2 separate regions of the Sus scrofa genome follow, and region 1 is linked to region 2. The links are chromatin contacts, called in public Hi-C maps. All regions are on one chromosome and are shown on one strand. Each heading gives the region's core, a stretch centred on a gene start, on an enhancer-like site or on the middle of the called end of the contact. The rest is flanking DNA. Distances are from core to core; before and after follow the strand shown.

Region 1 (3,585 bases), core at 407-2,906, 38 kb after region 2:
CCCTGGCCCAGGAACTTCCACATTCTGTGGGTATGGCCAAAATTTAAAAATCAGAATCTCAGCTTAACTCTCTCTCTCTCTCTCTCTCTCTCTCTCTCTCTCTCTCTCTCTCTCCCTCTCTCTGTCTTTTTTGGTCTTTTTAGGGCTGCACTCGCTGAATATGGAGGTTCCCAGGCTCAGAGTTGAATTGGAGCTGGCCTACACCACAGCAGCGTCAGATCCGAGCCGGACTGCACCCTACGCCAAAACTCATGGCAACACCGGATCCTTAACCCACTGAGTGAGGCCAGGGATCAAACCTGTGTCCTCATGGATGCCAGTCAGATTCACTTCCTCTGAGCCATGACAGGAATTCCTCAGCTTATCTTTTAAGCATCCTGTTATGCCAAATTATTTTAAACATTTCAAGAACTTGAAATGCCAAATACACACAATGTAATACAAAACAATATTAATCCTGTTAGTTTGATTCTCTTAAGCCCTTCTACATATAATTCTAAATCTCCCCAAAGTTGGTGGATATTTACCATATAAGAAGATGTTTAAAGATTACCTTCCCAAGTGATAAGGGAGATGGGGGTGAGGGAAAGAATAATTCCTTAGGTGACTGAGGATTCAGGGTAAGGTTTTTTCTTTTTTTGTGACCCTATCAGGCTGAACTGCCTCTTTTTTTTTTTTTTTTTTTGCTTTTTAGGGCCACATCCATGGCATTTGGAGGCTCTCAGGCTAGTGGTCCAATCAGAGCTATAGCTGCCAGCCTACACCCACAGTCACAGCAACTCAGGACCTGAGCCATGTCTATGACCTACACCGCAGCTCACGACAACACTGAATCCTTAACCCACTGAGCAAGGCCAGGGATCAAACCTGCGTCTTCACGGATGCTAGTCTGATTTGTTAACCACTGAGCCACGCTGGGAACTCCTGAACGCCTTTGTTTTTGTTGTTGTTGTTTGTGGTGGTGATAGTTTTTTTGGTTTGTTTGTTTGTTTTTGCCATTCCCATGGCATGTGGAAGTTCCCAGGCCAGGGACTGAACCCGAGACACCACAGTGACCTAGGCTACTGCAGTGACAATGCCAGATACTTAATCCACTGAGCCACAATGGGAACTCCCTGAGCTGCTTTTTATAGCCACTATGTTGTAGCTTGGGTCCTGGCTCTGCCAGTTATTAGCTGTGACCTTGGGAAGACATTTAACCTCTTGGTTCCTCAATTTTCTTAGCCATAAAGTGGAGGGGGGAAAAAAGCACCTGTTCACAGGTTTAGCCTGAAGATTAAATGAGATAATGTACATGAAGTCCTTTAGAAGAGCGCCTGGCCGAAGGTAAGGCCTGGCCAAAGGTAAGGCAGAGTTTAAGTGTTTGCTGTGACTGTCGTTATTAGAACCACAGCGTGTGGGCGAATCACAAGGCTTCTAATTGGTAGTATGCATGGGAGGCCATGTCTGATTCAGAGCTACAACTTCTAAGGTCATTCTACTGACCCATGTCATTCCCCTGCCTCCTAAGAACGGCAAATGCTCCCTCTGCTGGACAATACTTGAGGCTTGGGCTGAGCCCCAGAAGCCACCGTGCCTACCAATTCCTTCAAGGTTTGGATGTTTGGTGAATGGGTTGAGGGCCCTTTAAGAGGCAGTAGCTAGCTCCCAGTTGCCATGGAGACAGCTGGCTACAAACCCAGAAGCAACAGGCAGCATGTCCTCTAAAGTTCAATCCAAAGGTGAGAGAAGGGCTGAGGGGTTGGGGGGGGTTGGGGGGGGCGCTGGAAGGGGGAGGGGCATCTTCTCCCTCTCCATCCACCCTGGGGTGGCCTTGGAGAATTCTGCCCTTGAGACCCCTGTCCCACATCTGTCCCTCTCCCCAGGGTCCTTCATCTGCAATCTCAGCCTCTCTTCCCTCCATAGGCTCCAAAGCCAAGGACCACCAGCCTTCCGCCCAAGCGGGTCTGCCACCCCCTGAGGCCAATGCGGAAGCCATCCACTTCCTTGATTCCCTCCGTGAGCCTGGGCAGTGGGGATGGAGGGGATGGGCACCAGGGTGGACAGGAGAGAAGAGAGAGAAAAGGCCCAGAACTGCCTGGCCCCCATCTCTCTTGATTCTCCTGGGACTCAGAAAGGGCGAGAGGCCTAGTAGTAGATATTCTTCAAGGGAAGACCCCCCGGGGAGGCCATGGGGGTGGGGGTGGGGGTGTGTCTTCCCGGCTGGCTGCTGTAGAGGGGAGGCAGGGGCTCCCTGGGGGACCTGGAATGAGGAGAAGGTGAGCGGAGACTGTGGGGCACTGATGATCAGGGGGTCAGAGAGTTGAGGCCTAGGAATGGGGGCTTCAACGGTCTCCACGGGACCCTCACCTCCCAGGGCAGGAGGAGCTGCTGATGCTGCTCTTCTCGGAGACCCTGGTCATGGTGTCAGACACAGGGGAGCCTCAGGGAGAGCTGACCATTGATGTGCAGAGAGGGAAATACAAGGATGAATTTGGTATCATGTCCTACTGCCCCTTCGTGCACGCCTCCAGCCGCGGCTACGTGGACGGAGTCCTCTGCGGAACCTCGCTTCTGGGTAGAGCTCCTGCTGCCCCATATCCTCCTCCCCCTCCCTTCCTCCACTGCTCCCCCCTCCCCTCAACCTCCACCCAGGACCACACCATTGACTTCACCTTGGGACCAGAATGAGGCAAAGAGAGTGCCTGACACAGAGGGGTGGCAGGGAGGTCTTTCCTGTGGCCACCCTCGCCTGAGTCCTCCAGCCTGGGCCCCCACCCTCCCTTCCTGCAATCTCCGGCCCCACCTCCCGTGATGGCAGCGTTCACCTGCCTCCCCCCAGGCTACCTTTCCTGGAAACTGGAGATCGTGGAACAACATAATCAGGAGTTCATCAAGGTATCTCCTGGGGCTCCCCAGCCTTGACTCCAAACCAGGATGAGAAAATAGAGACCCGAGGAGGGAGGAAGGGGGTTCAGAGGACTGTCACCTCAATTCTCTTCCCAGTTACCCTGCACCCCCCACCACACACAACTTGGAAACCAGTCCATCTAGGGTCCTGGAGGTCCACAGAGGGTTGCTTCTGAAGACCTTCTCCTAATACACAAATCCTGGGTCCAGCCCACCCTCAGCCTCCTCCGGCCCAAGCGTCTAGCATCTCCCTTGGGGCCAAGTGGGATGGCCTTTCCCAAAGGCTTGTCACTACCTCTCCTCTAAATTCTGCTCTGTGCCCTCTATATGCTGTGGCCCTAAAAAAAAAAAGTAAATAAAAAAGAAAATGGGCATGATTTCTGTGGGACAATTCTTCAGTAGGTGTGGTTTCCTTCCAGAAGTTCCAGAAGTGGTCATGTTCCAGAAGTTAGCTAAGTGGCTGGCGTGAACTCCAGAATACAGATTTTTAGAAGATGGGCATGGAGTTCCCGTCGTGGCGCAGTGGAAACAAATCCTACTAGGAACCATGAGGTTGCAGGTTCAATCCCTGGCCTCACTGAGTGGGTTAAGGATCCGGCATTGCCATGAGCTGTGGTGTAGATCGCAGACGTGGCTCGGATCTGGCATTTCTGTGACTCTGGCGTAGGCCGGCAGCGACAGCTCCAATTAGACCCC
Region 2 (3,347 bases), core at 452-2,951:
TGGCTACAGCTCCGATTCAACCCCTAGCCTGGGAACCTCCATATGCGCGGGAGCGGCCCAAGAAATAGCAACAACAACAACAACAACAACAAAACAACAACAAAAAAGACAAAAGACAAAAAAAAAAAAAAAAAAAAAAAAAAGATCTGCCATACCTGTATTATTTTTTGAAAACAATGTTTATTGCCACATGAACACTATTCTATTTGTAGGTATTCTGGGGTTTTTTTGTTTTGTTTTGTTTTGTTTTACTTTTTATTTTGAAGATATGACTAGGAGGTCCCATCACCTGCCATCGAGCTTCTCCAAAGGTTCACGTCTTACTTAACTATAGTGTTAGTATCAAAACCAGGAAATTAACATTGCTACAGTTCTAAAAAGATTTCAACAGTCTTTATTCAAATTTTGCCCATTGTCTCCTGAATGTCCTTTTTCCTGGTCAATCCAGGATCATGCATTGCATTGGGTTCTAATCATAAACACCATTGTAGGAGTTCCCGTTGTGGCACACCAGGATGGGCAGCCCCTTGGAAGCTCTGGGTCTCAGGTTCAATCCTTGGCCCAGCACAGTGGGTTAAGGATCTGGCATTGTTGCAGCTGTGGCTCAGATCTGATCCCTGGCCTGGGAACCCCATATACCAAGGGGCGGCCAAAAATGAAATAAATAAATAAATAAACACCATCTTAAAGCCATACAGAGGTTCATAGAACCTAACTCTTCCCTTTTTACCAGACCCGTCAACTGTTTATAGTCTCACCATTGCATACATGTCAAATGATATTTTTGGGCAGATCTTTTGGGCAGATCTCTAAAACCGAATTCCTGAGTCAGAGAATATGATATTTTAAAATCATTGATGCATATTGAGAATTGCTTTTTAGAAAATTGTGCTGGAGCTCCCTGGTGGCTCAGCAGGTTAACGATCCTTGATTCTTTTGAGGTTGAACATTTTTCATGTATATATTAGCCATTAATCCCTTTAGTAATTGATGTGTCTTTGTGTTTTCTCATTTACTAAAAGTATTCAGTAGTTTAAGTCTTTGACAAAGGAGACAAATATTTTCCACAATTTTTTCTGGCTCTTTCTTTTGTTCATGTTGTTTCTTTCATTTATTTATTTGTCTTTTTAGGGCCATACTCTCGGCATATGGAAGTTCCCAGGCAAAGGGTTAAATCAGAGCTGCAGCTGCTGGCCTACACCACAACAGCCAGAGCAACGCCAGATCCAAGCTGCGTCTGTGACCTCTGCCGCAGCGCATGGCAACACCAGATCCTTAACCCACTGAGTGAGGCCAGGGATGGAACCTGTATCTTCATGGATACTAGTCAGATTCATTACTGCTGAGCCACAATCGGAGCCCCCATGTTGTTTCTTAACACAGAGGCTTAAATTTTTTTAAGGAGCCAGAAGAGTAATTATTTCCCATGTTACACCTTCATTTGCTTTTAGTCTGAGTTTAAGAGTAACTTACGCCTATTAAGGAAAATTAGAAAAACACTGCTATTGCTTTAAGCCCTAGAAAGCCTTCCACTATTCACAGATTGAACATGCATTTAATTTTCTTCTAGTTTTGTATGATTTAACTGTCTGTCCTTAACACTTTAATTCACCTGGAATTTATTTTGGCGTATGCTGTGCCGACACGAGTCTAAATTGCTCTTTTCAGTTAGCTAATGAGTTATCCAAGCCCCTTGCTTTCCAGGACCATTAATAATTAATCTCTCTGCTTCCCACTGTCTCCATTAGCTATTGTGTCAATAATGCTGCATAACAAGCAAATCCAAAACTGAGAGGCATACAACAAGCAGTGTGTATTTCTCTCACTTGTGCACCGGTGGGCAGGCTGAGTTTCAGCTCGTCTAGGCTGGGCTCTGCTGGACTGGGCTGGCTTCTGAGCTGTGAGTGGGGTCAGGTCACCTCCACTTGTCTTCATTCTCCTTAAGCCAGCAACTAACTACCAGAGGGATTGTTTTCATGGCAAAAGGCATGGATACAGAGACCAAGTCCGACCACAGTAGCACATTTAAGGCCTCTGCTTTACCATGTCTGCTAACATTTCACTGACCAAACCAAGTCACCAGACCAAGCCCAACGTCAGTGGTGCAGGGGAAATACATTGCACCTCCACGGAAATGGTACACAGCCACATGGTAAAGGGTGAGATTCCAGAGAGAGATGAGGAACGGGCAACCGAAATGCAATCCACCACACCCACAGAGACAGACATTCAGGAAACCAAGTTATGTTGAGATAAAGGCAGAATCTCAATAGGGAGTCAAGGTCAAGGGAAGCTTTTAAGGCAGGGAGATACTCAAGTTTGCTCATAGGGTAAGGAAAAATGGTGGCCAGGAGAAACACCGCTTGAAGACATGAGCAAGACGGGCCAAGAGCATTTCCTCTAAAAATTCATATGGGGAGTTCCTGTCGTGGCTCAGTGGTTAACCAATCCGACTAGGAACCATGAGGTTGTGGGGTTGATCCCTGGTCTCCCTCAGTGGGTTAAAGAGCCGGCATTGTAGTTCCCATTGTAGCTTAGTGGTTAATGAATCTGACTAGGAACCATGAGGTTGCAGGTTTGATCCCTGGCCTCACTCAGTGGGTTAAGGATCCTGCGTTGCTGTGAGCTGTGGTGTAGGTCTCAGACTTGGCTTGGATCCTGCCTTGCTGTGGCTGTGGTGTAGGCCGGCGGCTACAGCTCTGATTGGACCCCTAGCCTGGGAATCTCCATATGCCGTGGGTGCAGCCCTAGAAAAGGCAAAAAGACCAAAATAAAAATTAAAAAAACATAAAAATAATTTATAAATAAATAAATAAATAAATGAAAATTCGTATGTGAGCAGCAAGTTTTGCCAGGGACTGAATGGACATAGAAATTATTCCCTCTAAGAAGGCTATTGGCTGAAAGGAAAGGAATTGGAGCTAAGCCTGAGGTTGCTAATAAGAGATCTCAGCAAAGTAAACGCTCTGCCAAGGAGTTGCCACCATGGCACAGTGGATTAAGAATCCAACTATAGCAGCTCAGGTCACTGTGGAGGTGCAGGTTCCACCCCTGGCCTGGCACAGAGGGTTAAAGTGTTGCCACAGCTGTGGCTTGGATTCAGTACCTGGCCTGGGAACTTCTGTACCAGTGACCATAAGATAAAAAATTAAATAAAAGTTTTTTTTAAATAAAATAAAAATGCTCTGTCAAGCATTGGTGTTGGGGAGCCCAGTAAAGTATAACTTTTTTTCCCTCCTTTTTAGGGCCGCACCAGTGGTTGTTTCCAATGAGCCACAATGGGAACTCCAAGGTCTGACTTGTAGAGACCCTGATTCACAAGGGATGGCCATTTTCTCTGGCCCTGT

Evidence for each region. A called contact is a pair of places that touch in the nucleus more often than the background predicts.
Region 1: a contact with region 2 is called in a Hi-C map of liver, with 1.8 times the contacts expected there. The contact joins the promoter of CATIP here to the enhancer-like site in region 2. A contact is called at or near these places in 1 of 5 promoter capture datasets (skeletal muscle), 13 of 47 Hi-C or Micro-C datasets (alveolar macrophages, blood, embryonic fibroblasts and 7 more) and 2 of 2 datasets of contacts at active chromatin or transcription factors (alveolar macrophages and skeletal muscle).

What each region holds. Positions count from the first base shown.
Region 1 is chr15:120,417,817-120,421,401 of Sscrofa11.1, forward strand. It overlaps CATIP (ciliogenesis associated TTC17 interacting protein), which reads left to right and starts at 1,657. Exons shown (of 10, transcript NM_001190220.1): 1 at 1,657-1,721; 2 at 1,906-1,998; 3 at 2,357-2,557; 4 at 2,822-2,877. The coding sequence starts at 1,697.
Region 2 is chr15:120,379,845-120,383,191 of Sscrofa11.1, forward strand. All of the region lies in intron 2 of PNKD (probable hydrolase PNKD), which reads left to right. Among named protein-coding and RNA genes, the nearest start is that of TMBIM1, 16 kb to the left of the region's middle. Within about 2 kb of position 1,702, at least 3 of the 83 cell types and tissues checked have an H3K27ac peak or open chromatin away from gene starts, as enhancers often do. A contact at or near this core is called in liver, where this site is marked.